Linked DNA regions of Mus musculus: region 1 is linked to region 2. A link is a contact called in public HiChIP or PLAC-seq data. All regions are on one chromosome and are shown on one strand. Each heading gives the region's core, a stretch centred on a gene start, on an enhancer-like site or on the middle of the called end of the contact. The rest is flanking DNA. Distances are from core to core; before and after follow the strand shown. Region 1 has its middle 22 kb from the start of Adgrl2. Region 2 has its middle 110 kb from the start of Gm23131.

Evidence for each region. HiChIP or PLAC-seq counts read pairs in DNA pulled down with a chosen protein or histone mark.
Region 1: a contact with region 2 is called in an H3K4me3 HiChIP or PLAC-seq map of embryonic basal ganglia, with 4 times the contacts expected there. The contact joins two enhancer-like sites. A contact is called at or near these places in 4 of 39 promoter capture datasets (hippocampal neurons, liver and pre-B cells), 2 of 15 datasets of contacts at CTCF or cohesin (large pre-B cells and pro-B cells), 2 of 484 Hi-C or Micro-C datasets (both in nephron progenitors), 10 of 115 datasets of contacts at active chromatin or transcription factors (the 230-238 cell line, astrocytes, embryonic basal ganglia and 6 more) and 1 of 9 other capture datasets (embryonic stem cells).

What each region holds. Positions count from the first base shown.
Region 1 is chr3:148,973,758-148,978,569 of GRCm38.p6, forward strand. It overlaps a transcript of Adgrl2 not described here. Among named protein-coding and RNA genes, the nearest start is that of Adgrl2, 22 kb to the left of the region's middle. Within about 2 kb of position 3,449, at least 51 of the 459 cell types and tissues checked have an H3K27ac peak or open chromatin away from gene starts, as enhancers often do. A contact at or near this core is called in embryonic basal ganglia, where this site is marked.
Region 2 is chr3:148,460,420-148,465,742 of GRCm38.p6, forward strand. No RefSeq gene overlaps it. Among named protein-coding and RNA genes, the nearest start is that of Gm23131, 110 kb to the left of the region's middle. Within about 2 kb of position 2,647, at least 1 of the 459 cell types and tissues checked has an H3K27ac peak or open chromatin away from gene starts, as enhancers often do. A contact at or near this core is called in embryonic basal ganglia, where this site is marked.

The DNA of each region.
Region 1 (4,812 bases), core at 2,199-4,698, 510 kb after region 2:
GGTGAAAAGTTTTACTTTTGCGGACTGATAGAGGCCATTCACAGCTTACACTGAGTAAGTATCATACTAGCACTAAGGGAAACCTTTCACAAGAGTTTAATAATGCCAAACATGGTGGGGGGGCGGCGGTTGGGACTTCTCCTGTAGTAACCAGGGAGGTCATGAGAACATCAGAAGTCACACGAGAACAATGTGCATGTCACCTAGATAAAACTGTAGTAAGTTAAGCCCTGCTCGTAGTTGCAGCACATTTTACTCTTTTGAGGGTGGTGTCAAGTAGCAGAAATTACTTTGGAATAAAAGGAAAATATTTTTCCATTTTATTTAGGATTTTTATTTCTGTATGTGTACGAGTCTAACGGATTTATGTGTCCCACGTGAGTGCAGATGCCCTCGAAGCCCAGAGGCATGAGGCCCCTGTACCTGGCACTTCAGCCATTTCTCCAACACCCAGAAAAAAAAAATTTTGAGAAAAAAAAAAACATCAGCAATTCAGTGGGATAAAAAAAAATTTATCAAAAAGCCACTTTGACTAAATAATAAGAAAAAAGCTAATCTGTATGAGGACATGCTCAAAGTGTTAAAGCAATATATAAAATGCTTTAAAAATGTCAAGAATAGTGAGTGCTGAAGTACTCTGATACTGATGTGTGTTAATTCTATTACAATCAGAGGGCCAGTTTCAAGTGCATAAATGACTAAAGGATCTAGTCTAAGTTTTTCTTTACAAACAGACAATATTGCTTAATAAAAATACACTAATAATGTGCTTCTAATTTATTTTTAATTCAACACTAACGCCATGGCGATATGAGCACAATATGCCCGAAACTGCCCCTCTGATTGTAATAGAATTAACACACATCAGTGGGACAGAGACCACAGTGCATGGAGTCTATAATATCTTCACTATTGGTTTTGGTTTGCTAGCCTTGGCTTTTTTACAATAGGGTGCTCACTCTGTAGCCCAGGCTGGCCTCAATGTCATGGCAATTTTCCAGCCCTCAGCCTTGTCATTCTTAAAATTCTTCAAATATTTAAGCAATAGATGTATTATAAATTATTTAGTTAACTACTGTTTTAAACAGCTCAAATTCCTAATTCTCTGGGATTTCAGAACTATGCAAAGTATTAAAAATCAACCCCAAGTATTTTGAAATGTGCAGTATTTAAAAGTGAGCTCTGGGCGGGCCACCAAGAAGGATCTGAAGGTCATGCACTTACTGCTATTCCTGGTGACATGAGTTAGATTCCCAGAACCCCCTGTGTGGCCCCCATCTTAAAGGCCAACCTTGTACCCCTCTACGTGTGTGCCAGGGTGCTTGCACACATGCACACGCATGCACACACACAAAATATGTTTTAAAATATTGTTGAAGTAATAAGATACTTAAGTTTTGTTCTTGTGAAGTTTTTTTTCTTTAATGTAACAGTAACTAAAACAAATTAAATTATTCTCATTTACTGGTTCCATTTACAGGTTCCTAGAATGAAACTTTAAATAAACTACATCCAACTATTTTGCCATAAACATCTGCAGTATAATAAAATATAAAGCATGCTTTTACAAGAATAATAATGAGCGATTTCTTTGCAGTGGATCCAGGATTTATCAGTCTCTAAGCCATCAAGTGGGCACACTGGACGACGATGCATTTAAAACACAAAGTGCAGACATGATGCCCAGCCACCATGCTCATTCATACGTAATTGTGTCACTCCATTTATATAAATCCTATGTCATCATAATTCCATAAAATGTTTTATAAGCAATAATCAAGGCTAAATTTTTATGGAAGTTATAATAGAGAAAAGTGGTTTTAGAATGTATTGCTAATATCTTAATGTGTTACAGCTGTTATCCTAAATCCCAGAGGTAAAGCAGAGATTGTCTTCAAATAATTCAAATAATTTCCGTGGGCTAGGTATTAATGCTTCACACCGGTTCGGTCCTGCTAAGGGATCCTAGCAGCTTTGTCATCACGCCCACATAGGTCCTACAAGGACTGCATAGGGATTTTCTTGGAATCTGGGCTAATTTTTCACTGAGAGACCTGGCATAAGCAATAGGACCTTCTGCTTTGATTAATACTTTGTCCAAATATAGATGTCGTAAAATCAAGCTCGACTTAAGGAGTCAAGAATACAAATTAACTCTCTGGATCTATAACATAAAGTTCTGTTATTAAGGAATTTTACCACGTTTATTCTCTTTCTTAAACTAAGTCAAAAACACTAGTGTCCCCAATCACATTGAAACACATAAGCCACACAGGCGTTAGAGAGTTAGCCGTAAAGCATCAGTTGGAATTTTTGATATTTCCTTAGATGTGTTCGATTTTATATAAAGGCAAAGCTTTCGATGAATGGAGGAAAAATGTGAAATTTTCAATTTCATTTCAATGCAGAAATCTGATATGCTATGGCCTTAACCTGTTCACTCTTGAATGAACGGGCTTGAATTCGCCATACTTTGTGAGTTCCACAAAAATCTAACAAAGTGCACATAAATAAAATGTATTCTTTACACCTTTGCTAGACTTCAACTTGAGAAAAATCTGTGACACAGACAAAAGGAATTCCTTTGAAACAATTAGAATAACAGCCTTGCTATTTTATCATTAAAAAATTTGTTAACTTTTAAAGCTTAGAGATATAAGAGAATCGTAAATATTTTTCCTTCGCTTTTTTTCCTCACGTAGTTATGAAAACATCCAGGTTCATAACTTCTCATCCTTGTGTCCCCTGAACCCAGCAGCAAGTCTGTGATTACTATTTGGAGTTTAGTTTCTGCCCCTATGCAAAGTACTTGACATAATATTTTGACTCATGATTTAAGGATGACCAAAACCAGTTTTTTTTTAAATAAATACCTTCCAAATTTTATAATCCCTTATTAAGTTACTTCAACATTATGCTCATTCATTCCTTATTTGTGAGCATTATTCTTAAGTAAGAGTCTATTCATAATATATCTTACTTTAAAAAAAAGCCAGTCTGCTCAAGTAAACTCAGGACCCATACATACATATTTACTCTTAAATCATAAATTTGCAAACGAGCATGAGGTATTATACATCATGAATTGATATTCTTCAAGAATATATGATAAGATTATCTGAGAATTTTCAAAGACTGTCAGGGCTGCTTCAAATTGCAAAGGGCAGCCATCTACTCGTTCTACAATCATCCCCAGTATAGTTAGCAACCAGCAGTATTTCTCCAAGAACATTTTTGAAAACATTTTGCAATGGACTCAGATTTCATTAGGCTGAGGGGGGAAAACAGCAGTGAAATAAACGGCCTACGTTTGAATTTAAGACAATCCAAGTAGCACTTACCCTAGCTGTGTCTTTCCAATAGCATCACAGAAGCCATGCACTCTGTGACAGCCCCAGCGCCTCGCCTCACAGTTTTTCTGGAATGAATTCTGCAGTAACCCTTACCTCGCTGCGAGGGAAGCCGAGGCATGATGAGGGAGAGTGTAATGAACTGTACTGGCGAGCTCCACTTCCCAGTGCCTACCCACCCACCGGGATGAGAAATGTCCCTGCGTGGCATTATTTAAGACAATGACACAAACTTGGCAGTAAGGAATGCCTATCAAGAACGCTATTGAGAAGGACGTGGTGCTTGTGTGAAGCGCGGCACCGTAATCCTGTTGAAGAATAATTGCTGTTGCTAACAGTCTTACCCTGTTAGGAGAATGCTCCGCAGAGCGGTGCCACAGACTTGTTGAGATAACGCAGAGTGTAATACTGACACAAAAGCCCACGTCAGTGCCAAGAATCTCTCTATTACACCGTTTTTCTCACCTGCAGGGAAATGTTCTCTATACCAGCAACGATCTGACGCCTCGCATTAGGTAAAGATTAGCTAATGAAATAATATATTCAATACAGTGTTTCATTAAGAATCAAAGCCCTTTAAAATACAAACTAAGTATGTTTGTCACACCAATTTGGCAAGGGAAAGAGACTACTGCATCTCTCTTCAAGAATACATAAGTGGGTAACCCTTTTGCGTATCCGTAAGAAGCAGTTTCTCAAATATGACTTCACCAAAATGTAAAAACAGACACTGGCATTTTCAGTAGACTGGGGTACTGTTAAGCAAATGTATTCAGGCGACGTAAAACAACAAAAATGACCTGCGTGCTTACTGCCCTGATTGTTAAAATGCCCATGTCTAGAGTTAAAATAGTTCTGCATATTGAGCTGAGAAGTCTGAGGAATTCCATGGGCACTGTTAATGAAAAGAGCCGCTTTCAACCACGCCCTACCTGTCCCGCTGCATTCATGGTCTTCTGAGTTATCAACAGCCCCTCAAACCTTCCTGTAATGCCCTCACTGATGGTCACCTTGCCTAAGTGTCACTCAACTAAGCTGCTCACTATGACAAGCACAAGTCTTTAATCTCAAGTGATCAAGTCTTTGTTTCTGAAACAAGAACACAGTCAGTCATCTAATTTAATTTACTGAGGAAGTGCACGGACGGGGAAGGGATACAATGTGCTACTTCGTGCTTACTGGTTGTTTAATAATATTTTACGTCACCTGGGAAAGTCCCTAAAACATTGTCATCTCTTAATAGCTATAGTTACTAGACACCTTTCAAATGTGTTCTTTCCTACGAGTTCAACCAAAATAAAAGAAAACCTCAGAATGAACCCGGTGTGTTTAATCTTACTGTTTTTCTACTTATGTGCACTAATTCAGGGCATACTTGTGTCTTATATATGCAGGAAATGGTAAGAATTGAGCTACTAAATTTCCCTGGAATTTGACTAACCTCAAAATACCTTGCTTTCTA
Region 2 (5,323 bases), core at 1,397-3,896:
AGTTAGCTGACTGAGGCCAGTGACTCCTTCCATACTCATCTCAGTAGCTAGAGCAGATAGACATGTGGTATCTGTCCATTGTTATCTCATTCAGTTTGTACTCCTGGAATGCATACTATCACTGGGCATTGTGGTGCAGTCAGGACAGATGTGACAATAGGAATGTGGGGATGGAATGGGGGATTCAAGGCAAACTCCTGTAACGGTCCTGCCAAAGGAAAGGAAAAGGAAAGGAAAATGATTGAATTCTCTGTGTCCCTACATACAAAAGAAGACAGCGCTGAAGAAAGAATGGTTTGGTTTGAACCTTTTCCATGCAGATGCTCACAGGAAGCAGAAGATTTGGAGTTCAATAGCTTATGATTGCTTTTTTTTTTCTTATCATATAGATTGCTGGAGCACTTTTAAGTTCAATTTGTAAAATGTTAGCCAAATCGATTGTTCCCATGTGACACCGGCCATGATTTTCCTCATTTCGAGATCTGCTCTCAAAAGTGAGCATTTATTTCATTTTCTCCAGCTTTTGGAACTCCCTGTTTCTCCATTAGCCACTGTTGTCTGTACGGGGGTTCCAGGTCTGCTTTTTTCTGATGACCTCTGCCAGTGAGCACAGCTGACGCCATTTTCCAAGTGTGCCAGGAAGCTCTTCTTCCTGGTTCCAAAATTCTGCTTAGGAAAACAATTTGATGCAGGCGAGCTGTGATATCCTCAGTTTCTGCTCCCAAATCCTTGACCGTGATGCTGAGGACCCGACTTGGAGATAAAGTCTTTGGAGTACGTACCCTTAAATTCAGTTCTAAGTCAGGAGACACAGCATCAATCCCCTTCTTAATTCTTCTAGTACCATTTGCTTTTATTAATAAACATGATTTAATTTAAATGGTTTCATAAGATGTTATTATTAAAACGTAAAAAAATAAATAAAAACAATGTACATCAAAATGAACCAAACACAAAGTCCATACAACCCAGTGAACAATAAGAGTAGGAATTTGGGTGCCCATTAAATCTTACATCTTCAGTATTTGTTATGTTTTATGTGCTTATTTCCCACCGAACCTCCCCTCCCCAAAAATAATGATAGAATTAGAACTAAAAGAGAAAATGGCTTTTAATTCAATTATAAAGGACTTTTTATTCCTCATTGTGCAGAACCTTACTCAGGATGACTATATAGACTTAGGATTTGAACACCTTGACTCAAGAGGGAAATTTTATTATCTCATTTTGCAACTTTTAGTACGTAAATATTTTAATCTCCCATGGATTACACTGGTATCTATTATTTTCAGTTTTTCTCATCCTGCAAAATCTACTTAATGCAATATTTTATACTCCCTCCAGGGGTATGCTTTTATGATCATGATTTTAAAAAATGACTTGTTCCTTTTTGTAATGCCGGTTCCTAGCCCGGGGAGAGAGTTTATCCTGCCATATGCTCAGCGAGTCGCTTCCGTTTCTGAGGTTCTTATTTGCAAAGCTCTACTGCTGGGGTTGTTGGTTTTGTTTTTGTGTATTTGGAACCATTAAATAGTCTAAAAAGAGAAAAGAGAAAAAATAAATAAACAAGAGAGTCATGGTGAAAGTATCTGTCCCTTTGTTCCCAATGTGTAGTGTGGAACAAGCCTATAATTCCAGTGTTCAGGAGGCACAGACTGGAAGATCAGGAGTTCATAGCTACATAACAAGTCAAGGCTAGCCTAGCTACATGAGAGCCTATCTCAAACAACAAAACGGGTAAAAATATTCACAATTTGTCCCTCTCTCACAGATCAGATCACTTTGGTGGCACCAAGCCTTACTTCTGAGTTCTCTCTCTCTCTCTCTCTCTCTCTCTCTGTGTGTGTGTGTGTGTGTGTGTGTGTGTGTGTGTGTGTGTGTGTGTGTGTTTGTGTGTGTATGTGTGTGTGTGTGTGTGTGTGTGTGTGTGTGTTTTGTTTTACCTTTTTAACATACTGTGATATAGGTAGAAATATGAAATCAGGGGAAAGCGAGAGTCAGCTGAAACCTTGGCACATATCAGCACAATGGAATTGCAAACCACTAACCCTCCAGGCTAAGATGTTTCTAGAAGAAGGGGAGAGAGTCTTCACTATAAGGAATTGTAGCAAGGTGTGGGGACTCAGGTGACTCACAAAAACACTCACACCTGTTTGATTGCTGAGATTTTCATTACTACTGCAAAAATACCAAGGCTGCTCTCCTTAGCTTTCATAATTTCACTTTACAGGCACTTTGGAATTTTGACTGCTCTTTTGCATAGACCATTACTAGGAGGAGGAGGAGGAGGGGGGGGGGAGGGGGGGAGAAAGAAAGATTCTGAATTATTTTGCATTCCATTCACAGTTGTGCATATTATCGACACACACATGCCAATACTATAATACTTACATCTGTAACAGAATACAAATGAAAATGTCATTTTGAGATGAACATGCAGGGGAACTTCAACAGTTAGATCTGAGTGGTCCAGTGCCCAGAGTAGAGTGGGGAGGGTTTCTCCAGCTGCTCACTGTGCCTTACACGTAAGTCTTGGATCAGCAGAGAGTTTGGGAGAATAGCAATCGGAGCACAGCAGATGGCGGTGACTTGACAACTTATCCTGGTACAGGACGCAAACAGTGATGGCGGCAAATCAGAGTGTGCGTAGACTTGGAATACAAATGAGACGAGCGTCAACCTGACAAATGTGTCCTCCTCGCTGCTTCTAATTATGCCTCAGAAGAGCGATTTTTAATGAACAATCAAAAATCCAATAGAGTGAACTTCTGATTAACTGTAAATACAGAGCATAAAATATGTGGGTGATATCTTAAAAATAATAAACAGCTTTAGAAGTTGTTGCAGGAAGCAGAGGAACCGACACTCTCTTACAAGCAGCACGCACTACTGAAGTTCATGCTCTGCTCCAAGACTTGAAGGCACTGAGAGCTGCAGTATTAGTGATGTGGGTTTCATGTATAGCAGCCTCAGTTTAGAATGCATAGAACTTAGATTCTGCTTTTATATTTCTCTTACACATTAGTCTTAATGGGTTCGTGGATGCATAGTTGGCATTTCCTCAGTGAAATAAATCCTGATCTGAAGGCAATTGTCACTTTTTCAAGTAGGAGGAGTCTTAAAACCATGCAAACCTTAAAAAGAGTAGACAGAAAACAAACAAACAAAAAAAAAAAAAAAAAACCTTGGTTTTCACCTTATGTTTACGTTGTGACATGACCTTGAAAATGTTATTTAGCCAGGCAGTGGTGGTGCACGCCTTTAATCCCAGCCCTTGGGAGGCAGAGACAGGTAGATTTCTGAGTTCAAGGCCAGCCTGCCCTACAGAGTGAGTTCCAGGACAGCCAGGGCTACACATATGTATATCTGTATATATATGTATATGTATGCGTATGTGTGTGTGTCTGTGTATGTGTGTGTGTGTGTGTATGTATGTATGTACACATATATAAAATTTAGGTGCATGAGTACTTTAGCTAGAAGGTTGTGTTCAATGATTCCCACATTAGCCACTGAATCATCACAGGACTCCATGGTATATATAGGGCTGGCCTCATTGCTTAGATGAAGAAATATGAGGAAGAGCAGATGGAACAACTTATTAATGTTTCTCACCCATTGAGGGGAAAAGGCATGGATGGAACCTGCTGTCTCTATTGAGGCCACCCCTTGGTGTTTACATCATCCTGGAAGCAGAGCTAAAACCATAGTATGCTTGCTCTTCCAAGCCAGAAATAGCAGCACCTATCTGTAATCCAGTACTGGGGGAGATGACAAGAGGATCAGGAGTTTATGGTCATTTTAGGTACCTAGATTCAAGAAACTCTGTCTCAGAAAAAACCCAGAAAATAGCAACACTTGGAAACTGTATTCCTGGAAAAGTGGCTCACAGTCTTCCGAGAAATATCTTGCTGCTAAGGAGCGAAGAGTAGTCGGAGAGGATGCTAAAGTCAATGTGCATTGAGAAATCAGCCTAAGGACAAGCACAAGTTGGAAACAGGACTCACTGGTTAAAAGTACTTGCTGTTCTTCCAAAGGAGCTAGTTCAGTTCCAAACAATCGTATCCGGTGATGCACAGCTATCTCTAAGTCCAGCTCCACACATTCTGATGCCTCTGCCTTCCAAAGACACCTGCACTCGGGCACATACCCATGTGTAGACATATACACATAATTTATAATCAAAGGAAATCTTTAAGAAAATCAAATGCAAGTGGTAAATTGAAGAAGAGAAAGAAAAACCTGGGAAAGTATACAGAGTCCCCGATGAGCAGAATCCAGGCAGTTCATCTAAGACATGGCAAATAACATGAAAACATGAGACAGACCTGAATATCACTGGAGTTGGAGTGCACTTCTAGAGCCCAGAGCATAAACTCTGTTTTCCAGCTTTGATTTCAAGGAGAGTAGTGTTATCTTGAAGAGTGTTCTGCTGAGAAACCCAGATTCAGGGACAAAGATGTTAAAATGAATGCAGAAACAAAGTAGACTCTTGTTTGGACAGCCCCTTTTGAATAGAGGTTGAAACCAATTGAGAGGAAAATTTAACTCATTGCTGGAGCAAAGTAAAGCAATGGATAATAGATTGTCCTGAGTCTGTGAAATGTAGAGATCATAGAGATGGGCTAAGATGGCAGCAGGTTCACATAATTGCAAGCTGTGCTGGGGAGGAAAGCAGCTTGCAGAGTGGAAGAAACAGAGAACACAGCCTAAAGTCAACTTTTGTGCTTATTCACCGAATTCTGCCATTCTGAAAAGAAAACCTCCGACACTTAGAGCAGTAATGTGTCAGCAGGGCTGAGGGTCACCTCCACATGTGCACAATAGGCTTTCTATGAGCTGAGCTCTCCAAAGATTGTCTACATGTAGTTCAGTAGCAAGTGGTACAACATCAAGAAGCAGAAGCAGCCTTCTGATTAATTTAATCTTTATTTCAGAATCATTACATTATAGCATTCCTATAATAGAGATTTTGTTGAAATTCTTCACATTTCAGGAAAGTCTGACTGTTTCATTCTCCTTCCAGTCAGTAAACTCACTGTATATAACTTTTAAATTTCCTGTCTGGAAAAACCAAGTTCCATGCACAGACAGTATGATTCTGATCTGCCCTTTTGTTTAAGAAACAAAAACAAAAATCAAAGAATAAACATCAAAACCACCATGTTTCTTTTCAAATAGTTTACGTGTAGTTCCACATTTCTGTCTAAGAGGCATACTCCAGGAAAGGTGACAGGGTGAAGGGTGTATCATTTTAGTTTCGTTTTGTTTGGTTGGGTTTGGTTTTTAGTTTGGTGGTTTTGTTTGACTTAGATATGCCGAC